Regions from separate parts of the Sus scrofa genome. Here region 2 is linked to region 1. The links are chromatin contacts, called in public Hi-C maps. All regions are on one chromosome and are shown on one strand. The core of a region is the stretch at or near the end of the contact, and the rest is flanking DNA. Distances in the headings are between cores, read along the strand shown. Region 1 overlaps MASP1 (mannan binding lectin serine peptidase 1). Region 2 overlaps LOC110256384 (a long non-coding RNA gene).

Evidence for each region. A called contact is a pair of places that touch in the nucleus more often than the background predicts.
Region 2: a contact with region 1 is called in a Hi-C map of embryonic fibroblasts, with 1.7 times the contacts expected there. The contact joins two enhancer-like sites. A contact is called at or near these places in 1 of 5 promoter capture datasets (liver), 3 of 47 Hi-C or Micro-C datasets (embryonic fibroblasts and fibroblasts) and 1 of 2 datasets of contacts at active chromatin or transcription factors (skeletal muscle).

Annotation. Positions count from the first base shown.
Region 1 is chr13:124,980,178-124,984,672 of Sscrofa11.1, reverse strand. MASP1 (mannan binding lectin serine peptidase 1) reads left to right here. Exons shown (of 11, transcript NM_001184947.1): 11 at 3,484-4,495. The coding sequence ends at 4,367. Among named protein-coding and RNA genes, the nearest start is that of MASP1, 46 kb to the left of the region's middle. Within about 2 kb of position 2,037, at least 7 of the 83 cell types and tissues checked have an H3K27ac peak or open chromatin away from gene starts, as enhancers often do. A contact at or near this core is called in embryonic fibroblasts, where this site is marked.
Region 2 is chr13:125,045,091-125,050,076 of Sscrofa11.1, reverse strand. It overlaps LOC110256384 (a long non-coding RNA gene), which reads left to right. Exons shown (of 4, transcript XR_002337796.1): 4 at 3,155-4,145. Among named protein-coding and RNA genes, the nearest start is that of MASP1, 19 kb to the right of the region's middle. Within about 2 kb of position 3,401, at least 6 of the 83 cell types and tissues checked have an H3K27ac peak or open chromatin away from gene starts, as enhancers often do. A contact at or near this core is called in embryonic fibroblasts, where this site is marked.

The DNA.
Region 1 (4,495 bases), core at 788-3,287:
ATAAGGTTAAATCAATAACCCACAATAAATAAATTTAATATTTACAACATAGATATTTACACTTATAAAAGAAATAAGAATAGCAGTGACTGAAAGAAGCAATCATTCAAGATGGCACTGGGAAGGAGTTTCCATCATGGCGCAGCAGAAACGAATCCGACTAGGAACCATGAGGTTGCAGGTTCTATCCCTGGCCATGCTCAGTGGCTTAAGGATCTGGTGTTGCCATGAGCTGTAGTGTAGGTGCATTTGATCAAACAGCAAGAGCTTTGCAGTATGGTTAAGTGTTGCTGACATTCATATTTTACTGAATAAGAGTACTGGGTAAACTGAGATAGTGTATTATTTGAATAGCCTATCTTAGTAACCATCAATATTCACTCAGTAGGCTTCTAACATTAGAATTAGACATTCAAATGGAAAGGCTATGGACCAGTCTACTATTATCTTTAAGAACTGAAGTAAGTGATAACATTTGGGCATCAGCTTTGGCCATTACAGGTGCTATGCCATCCAAGAGAAAGAAGAAGTCCCTGCATGTGGTTGTCTGGGAGTAGAGGGATGAGGACTAGTTAGGGAGACTTCATTTAGGAGGGTTTTATGTCTAAGAAAGAACTCAAAAAAAAACTCACAAGGAGCTGGAACAGGGGACAGGTCAACCCACCCACACTCTGCTGATGGCCATCATCTCAGTTAGGCTTAGGCAGGAGCACACCCAACAGCCACAGCTGATGAAACCTCAGAAAATATGAGGAATGGTGGAGCTCTGGCAAACCAAAGGTCAAAATCCCATTTCGCTAAAATACTATGTGGGCCAAAGAAAACAGCAGTGCAGGTGGATTCCATCCTGTGCAGCCATGTTATAACCTCTGGAAGGAGACAAGGTACTGAGCTGGGAGTCAGGGGCCTGGGTCCTAGACTGGGAGAGTTCTTTTCCTGATTACAATCATTGGTAAGTAATCTTACCTCTCTGGGGTTAGGGTTTCATACCTCAGAAGTGAGAAAGCAGGACCAGGGGATCCGTGATGTTCTATGACTCTTAATGTTCATCATCCTCTAGATTTATACAAAGCATCTTGAATATAATGAGTCATGAAATTCTTTTAACACCTGGTATTGAGCAGAACACGGTGTATCATTGGACTAGGCCAGAGAGTTCTCAATTCTCTCCTCCAAAAACATCAAGATTAAACCCAATGGAAAGCCAGAATGGAGAAAGCCATTTGATCTGGCATCAACATATCCACTTTTCCAAGGCAACTGTTAAGCAACTATTATTTGCTCCTTATTTCACACGTGAGAAAACTAAGCATCAGGGAGGTGTCATGATTCATCCAAGGATGGAGACAGAGCTGGAAGGTAAACTCATGACTTTTGATGTCAGCACAAGCAATGCTGAGCTCTTCTTGACTCTGCCATCCCAATGAAGCCAGAATTCTAGAATATCACATTTTTGTTTTTAGGGCCCTCCTTTCGAACCTGCAGTCTTCTAGAGCCCAAATCTGACTTCAGCACAGCTGAAGCTCTAGTATTTCAAGGTGATTCCATTGTCCCAGGAAAGACCGGATGGAGAATGGTGGCAGCCTTAAAGAATGGCTCCATTTCCATGAGCATTCTCAAAGGCTTATTGTATCATTCAGCCTCTTAAAAGGACAAGATCCTATCAAAAAGAAAAACAAACTTTAGTGGAAAAAATGAAGTTAGAGTTAGAAGAAAGGGTTCTGTTGCTGGCTTTGCCACTAATGATTTTGAGTTTGTCACATGCCTTCTCTGAAGCCTCACTTTCTTCGTCTAAATTGGCTGTTCTCCAAGCTTCCCCAGCTCTGACATCCTGTGACCTGGGGAATGCCACTGGCCCCTTGGTTGGAAAAAGGCACCATTCAGCACTGGCTTTGTTGTGACCATGGACTGAACCACAGGCATGGCCCTCACCAGCACTAAATGAGTTGTTGTACAGGGCCAGTCACAGGCCTGCGTTGAGGTGTCGCTTTGTAAGCTGCTGCTTATAAATGGGAGTCTGGCTTTCAACTCTGAAAGGCCAGGCCACAGACAACTAGCAAACATCAGCTCACATCTGGCCTGGGGTGAACAGCAGGGTGCCTCAGGATCACGTAAGAAGCATTTGGCATCAGGAAGAAGAGCATCTGAAAAGCATTAAGTTGCTGAAAGCCTGACCTCTCAAAGTTGCCAAGGAAAACACAAATATTCCTTCGTCTTTAAAGTATTGTGAAAGGATCCAGGGCCTAGGAGTGTAGCCTGGCAATTTGCAACCAGGAGGAGGCCCTCATTCACACAGGGCTTAAGCCCCCAGACCTAAGCACCCTGCTGGGAGGGGCTCTTGAGAGCCTGTTCTTAGCCGCTGGTGGGAGGGGGCTGGTACTGAAGACCCTCTGCTCGTGGGCCAAAGGCGTTTGGCTGCAGGAGGCTGGTGGTGCATGTGTATGCTCAGGGTACAAGTCGGCGGAACGAAGTTTGATCAGCCCTTTCTTCTTCCTCTGAAGAAGGTACTACTGGTTCCTGGGCGCAATGATGGGTGGCTCAGAGCAGAGCCCATGCATCATTGCTTGTAGATTATGCCACCTTTCCCTAACCTTGGGAGCTCTGGGCAGCCCTTCAGAGTATGTGTCCTTTAGACCAGAGAAGAAAAGGTTAGAGGGCCCAGGACAGTGGTCTTCAAATGTAATGAGGCATTGTGGGATATGGGAAGAGACATAGATCTTAGAATCTAGTTAAGCCCCTGCTACTCAAAACTTAATAGCCATGGGACCTTGGGCTAGTCATTTAACCTCTGGAGAGTGTTACCCATAAAATGGGGGTGACCAGGGCAAAAGAAATAAAAATCAAAGGAATTTGACATTTAAAGGATCATTGAAGATTGCCTTGACCAAATGTCTCATTTAATAGATCAAATAGTGAAATCCAGAGAAGGAAATTTACTTACCCAGAGTCACACAGGACAGAGGAGAGAAAAGCCACATCAAGGCCTTCCATGTCTCAGCTCCCAGTCCAGTGTTTACTGTGACCTGCTAGACAATCTTTAAATCTCCTTCCATCTCTCAAAGCTGTTGACCTGCAGTTTTCTGAAGTTTTCTAAGTGCCCACAGCATGGACCACTTCTGGATTCTGAGACGCCTCTCTAGGGAAGAAAGGCGAAAACTGACCATGGCTAGAGGTAGGCCTGGCTAAAGATGGTCCAGGCCATGAGTGATTGGTTCAGGATGGTAAAGCCCCACATACAAAATAGTCCATACATGGCCCTGGCTACAAAAGGGTCAGAGGACCAATAGGCCAGACTAGAAAGCTTTAGGCCAAAGGTGACCCATTCCAAGCTTTCCCAGGCTAGCAGGGCCCCCGATGTAAAGTAGGGGTCCATGGTGGCATAATCTACAGTGGGTGAGATGTGAATTTCTCCCAGAGGATCTTTTCAACTGGCTGACCTGACCAGTCTCTCACTCTTGTCCCCGCTCCTCCCTCTCCTTACAGTGTGTGGTCAGCCCTCCCGCTCCCTGCCGAACCTGGTCAAGCGGATCATCGGAGGCCGGAACGCTGAGCCCGGCCTCTTTCCATGGCAGGCCCTGATCGTGGTGGAGGACACGTCGAGGGTGCCCAACGACAAGTGGTTTGGGAGCGGGGCCTTGCTCTCTGAGTCCTGGATCCTCACGGCAGCCCACGTGCTGCGCTCACAGCGCAGAGACAACACGGTGACGCCAGTCTCCAAGGAGCATGTCACCGTCTACCTGGGCCTGCATGACGTGCGCGACAAATCCGGGGCTGTCAACAGCTCAGCTGCCCGAGTGGTGCTCCACCCTGACTTTGACATCCAGAACTACAACCATGACATTGCTCTAGTGCAGCTGCAGGAGCCGGTGCCCCTGGGGCCGCACGTCATGCCCGTCTGCCTGCCGAGGCCTGAGCCCGAAGGCCCGGCGCCCCACATGCTGGGGCTGGTAGCTGGCTGGGGCATCTCCAATCCTAATGTGACAGTGGATGAGATCATCAGCAGCGGCACGCGGACCTTGTCAGATGTCCTGCAGTATGTCAAGTTACCCGTGGTGCCGCACGCCGAGTGCAAGACCAGCTACGAGTCCCGGTCAGGCAACTACAGCGTCACAGAGAACATGTTCTGTGCCGGCTACTATGAGGGCGGCAAGGACACGTGCCTAGGAGACAGCGGCGGGGCCTTTGTCATCCTTGACGACCTGAGCCAACGCTGGGTGGCTCAAGGCCTGGTGTCCTGGGGGGGCCCTGAAGAATGTGGCAGTAAGCAGGTGTATGGGGTCTACACCAAAGTCTCCAACTACGTGGACTGGGTGTGGGAGCAGATGGGCTCCCCTCCAGGCCTGGGGGAGCTCCAGGTGGAGCGGTGAGCCCTGACTTCCTTGGCCTCCAGCCCACCCAGCCCCTGCAAGGCTGCATCATACACTCCTGAGGATGGCATACTCCATGTTACTCATGAGACCAAATGGGATGGAACACGCTGCTTCCACCCTCCCAA
Region 2 (4,986 bases), core at 2,152-4,651, 64 kb before region 1:
CTTAGCCTCCATTTCCAGGGGCAAAATCCCTCTGTAGAACTTTAAGGAGGGAAACAACAAGACAGGGGCTAGACAGCAGTGGGGTCAATGAATCAGGAAACATTAGATGAGAGAGTGTAGCCTGGAGTTCCCTGTTGGCCTAGTGGCTAAAGATTTGCTGTTGTCATTGCTGTGGCTTGGGTTCCATCCCTGCCCCAGGAATTTCCACATGCCTCAGGCTCAGCCAAAACAAATAAATTAAAAACAAAGAGTGTGGCCCAGGGGAAGTCTGTAGAGCTGTTGTTCTCAAGCTTCAGTGTGCTTGGGAATCCCCAGAAGAAATACCTGGAATTCAGATTCCTAGGTACCCTCCAAAGAGTCTGATTCTACAGGTCTGGGCTAAGGGCCAGAAATCTGCACTTTCAGCAAAAAGCAAACCCTTTGAGTGCTACTCATACAATGGCTCAAGGGCATGCTTGAGAAACCCCTGGAGGAGAATGGGAGGAGGAGAAAGCTGAGGAAGGAGGACAACCTCTAGGGAATAGGAAGTGACAGATGAGACTCCTCCTCGAGGTGGTCACAGCAGGGAAAACAGGGAAGATGGAAGGGGAAGGGAGAAGGAGTGCCTGAAAAACTGAAGGAAGACTGTTTTACAAAGGAAAGAGTAGTTCCCCCAAACAAACTCATCCAGAAGGTTAAATTTGGTGTGAACAGAGAATGGGTTGATTGGGTTCGGGCAACTACATGGTCTTTAACAACTCTCTCCAGCAGTGGTTTATGGAAGAGTGGGGACAAAAGTCAGACAACGGAGGGTAGGAAGTCATCAGGGAAGAGAAATACGGACACTCAGGAGATTTTACTCCCTCCAGGAGCTTGACTGGGAAAGAAAATGAGAAAGGGGATGGAGGCTGGATGGGATGGGGAAGATGGTGCTGAAAGGGTGCTCTGGAGGAGGAGTGGTGGACTTGAGGTTATCCATGTGGGATCCCAGGGGGTTGCAGAATTCCAGCCTACCAGCTCTTCCTCCACCCCTTTCTAAATGTATGAAGGCAAGGAGGAGTGGTTATGGTTGCTGAGACAGCTTAGTCTATATCCTGCTTTGTACATTTTTTTGAAGTCACTCATTTGCAAAGCTTGATGTTTTAACCATAACCGGAAACCAGTATTTTGCGTTCTATTTCAAATCTGATTATAGTGATTTCATCACATCATGCTTACAAATCTTCCTGACACCTGGGAAATATTTTCAAGACTAAAGAATTCTAAAATTCCCCTCCACCAAGATTCCGATTGAGTTGGTTTTGGGGGCGGTGAGGGATGCTGTCCATGAGTTTAGAAGCCACTGAACTGGTTAAGACATCTTTGGAGTGTCTGGTTCCCATCCTGAGCTACTGAGGAGACACAAAACATTCTTCCCTATGCTTTATAAGCATTCAGAACCATTAGAGTGTGCCTTTGGGGAGTATGATAAACTACGTGCACAAAACTATGTCCAATTATGGTCTACCAATGGCAGTTGTTGGTGTTGCATAATGTTGGAAGACGTGCTTAGATTTACAAACTCCTGTTCTTAAAAAAGTTGTTTTCAATATAAATCTAATGACTATGTATCTATTCTTTCTAATCTTTTCAAATGACTAGTTTTTATGAGTCATATATCTATGTGCAGTGATGGTATGGATGTTATAAAGAGAGATTAATAAGGGAGGAAGAAGGGGTTAGGAACTAACTCATCATGGCCAAAGAACACAGCACAAATGAACAAATCATTTATCGTCTTTATCCTTTAGGTTTGGTTTTGTCAATGGTCATGTCTCTTTGAGCTATAGTTTATATATTATGAAATTCACCCACTGTAAGTATATACTTTAATGATTTTTAGCAAATGTATAGGACTGTGCAACCATCAGCACAGTTTTAGAACTCTGCTGTCACCCCACCAAGTTCTCCCACACCTGTTGGAAGCCTTACAGCCCAAGTAAACCTCTGATCTGCTGTATCTAATGTTCTCCCTTTTCTAGAAATTTCGCATAAATGGAAACACAAAATGTCTTTCACGTTTGTCGTCTTTCACTTAACATAAAGTTCACGGGGATCATCCTTGTTGACATGTACACGTAGTTCTTTCTTTTAGTTGTTACATATCAATATACGATCCATTTCTTTTTTTTTTTTTTTCCTGGAGCTGTAGCCTCTGGTCTATGCCACAGACACAGCAATGCAGGATCCACACCGCGTCTGCAACCTACACCATAGCTCACAGCAATGCTGGATCCTTAACCCACTGAGTGAGGCCAGGAATCGAACCTGTGTCCTCATGGATACTACTCAGATTTGTTTCCGATGACCCATGATGGGAACTCCCCTACAACCCATTTTTAATTCATTTTTGTATATCACGTGAAGTAAGGGTGTGAGTGTATGTATGTGTATATTTCTGCTTATGGATATCTACTCACTACCACTATCTAAAAAAAGATATCTTTTCCCATCAAATTGCCTTGGCACCTCATTTGGAAATCACTTGACCAAAAATGTATAAGTTTATTTCTGGACTCTCTCTGGGTGGGATTCCATTGATCTACATGTCTAACCTTGTAGGAGGGGTAAGGCATCCATCTGTGAAAACATTGTTTCAGTTGTGTATACTAGATCACTGTGCAAAATATTTCTTACTGAGGATTGTGGTAAAAATATCTTTTGAAAAATGTTTATCTGGGCATTACCAGATAATATTCACAATGAGACACAAAAGAATGTCCTAGAATGCTCTCTTAGGACTCATCAGGGTGGTAGGGCAAAGTGCAGCCTCACATTTTACAGAAGGGAGACTGAGGCCAAGGGGAAGGAGTAACTTAACTCACAGTAATGCCAAAATGCACTCCTACATGGCTTTCCTGGAAGCTGCATCTTCCTGATGCACCTCCCTGTTCTTAAGCAATTCCGTTATCTGTTTCTAACTGCCCCTGCGCCACTGAGGCTGTGCTGGTGGCAGCTGGTAGAGCCCACGTGGGAACACAACTGGGCAGGAGTCCCAGAGGCAGCAGGAGTCCTATCTCCCTCCTTCCTTGACCTCCCCTTTGAAACTCACTGGAAACAGTCTCCCCAGACTCTGCGATGCTTGTGGGGCGGCCCCAGATGACTGTTCCCTGTGCTTCTGCCCCTCCCTTTTCAGGGATAGTGGAGTTGGCTTTTCTTCAGGAACTCTTCTCTTAATGGAAAAAAGAAAGCCACCCCATCGACGTCAAGTGACTCTTACACAACTGCGGCAACTCCGAGAATCGTGTAAATAACCCCAGAACATATGGATTGAATTTCCTCAACTTATCCAGGAATGTAGTAAGTTACGGCCATGGAGGAAGGCTGCCACTCGGCCCTGGCATTCAGAACACTTGAAAGAGTGGTCTCCCCACTCCAGGGACCCCTTAGCCTGGAGCACTCCCGTCCATCTCAAGTTCCAAGGGCTCCTGCCCTCAGCAAGGCACAGCCTGGGCTGGGTCATGGTGGCAGCATCCCAGGCAGCCCCCGGCCCTGCCTTCCTTCAGAGGAAGACTGTGCTTCTAACCACACAAACTGGGCAGAATGTCTGCACATTAGTTCATTCATTCATCCAACATTCCACCAGTATTTATTGAGCATGGGGGTGGGGGTGGGTGGGGAGGAACAGCACAGTGAACAAAAAGGCATGGTCCTGTTTTCACGTCCAGTGAAAGAACTTTCTAGCACTCCCAAGTTATCGAAGCTTTTGAATAGGGGCGAGTTCCCAGCAGAGGCTGACAGAGACTCAAGCATCAGATGAAGAATGGGTGGCTGACCTCTGCGATTCCTCCCAGGCGCAAGGTTTGATGAGGTTCGCAGTCCCTGGGACGCTGCCCCAGCTCCCTTCCCACCTGTGCAGGTGGCTTCGGATGGCACAGCTTTGGGCTGAAGGGCATGGGGAGTCCCTGGAGAAGCAACAGTGCTTCTAGGAAAAGCAGAAACCCATCTCTCCTGCTGAAAAAACCCTTTCCATTCTTATTTCGTTTTATATTCTGTCTTCTCTGTCTCCTCAGAAGAGATCTGAGAACTTTCTTCTGAGTGAGGAGGAACTTGGAAGAGTAAAACACAAACACAAACATAAAAGTTCTGGATGAGGAGTTCCTGTCATGGCTCAGTGGTAACAACCCAACTAGTATCCATCAGGTTGTGGGTTTGATCCCTGGCCTCACTCAGTGGGTTAAGGATCTGGCATTGCTGTGAGCTGTGGTATATGTTGCAGATGCAGCTCAGATCTGTTGTGGCTGTGGCTGGCAGCTGTAGCTCCAATTCGACTCCTAGCCTGGGAACCTCCATATGCCACAGACGTGGCCCTAAAAAAAAAAAAGTTAAATTAAAAATGAAAGGAAATAGTGGATGCCAAGTACCTGCCCAGTCATAAATACTCTGAAAATGCAGGATTCTTGCCCCTTTGCCCCTTCCTTTCCTGCAGATCAGAGCTCAGTCTTAGAGCTCCTCCTCCTTTCCTCCCCCTTCAATCCATGTCCCCAAGCCCCTCCCCATTCATTCCCCGCCCCCCTCCTCATCCCACTCTCCATCTGTCTCCCCATACCCACCGTCTCCTTCACCCCTCCCCCTCCCCATTCCCATCACCTGTTCCTGGAGCAAGGACACAGCCTTTAATAGCAACTTGGGAAGTTCTCCACCTGCTTGATAAGAAGGAGAGCTGAGGAGTTCCCGTCGTGGCTCAGTGGTTAATGAATCTGATTAGGAACCGTGAGGTTGTGGGTTCGATCCTGGCCTCACCAGTGGGTTAAAGAACCAGTGTTGCGGTGAGCGGTGGTGTAGGTTGCAGGCGCAGCTCGGATCCTGTGTTGGTGTGGCTCTGGTGTGGCTCTGATTAGATCCCTGCCTGGGAACCTCTGTATGCCACAGGTGCAGCCCTAGAAAAGATGAAAAGACAAAAATAAAGAAGCAGCAGATGTGAATACTCAGATCCTTTTGCATTGATTCCCTAAGACAGTGGTTTTC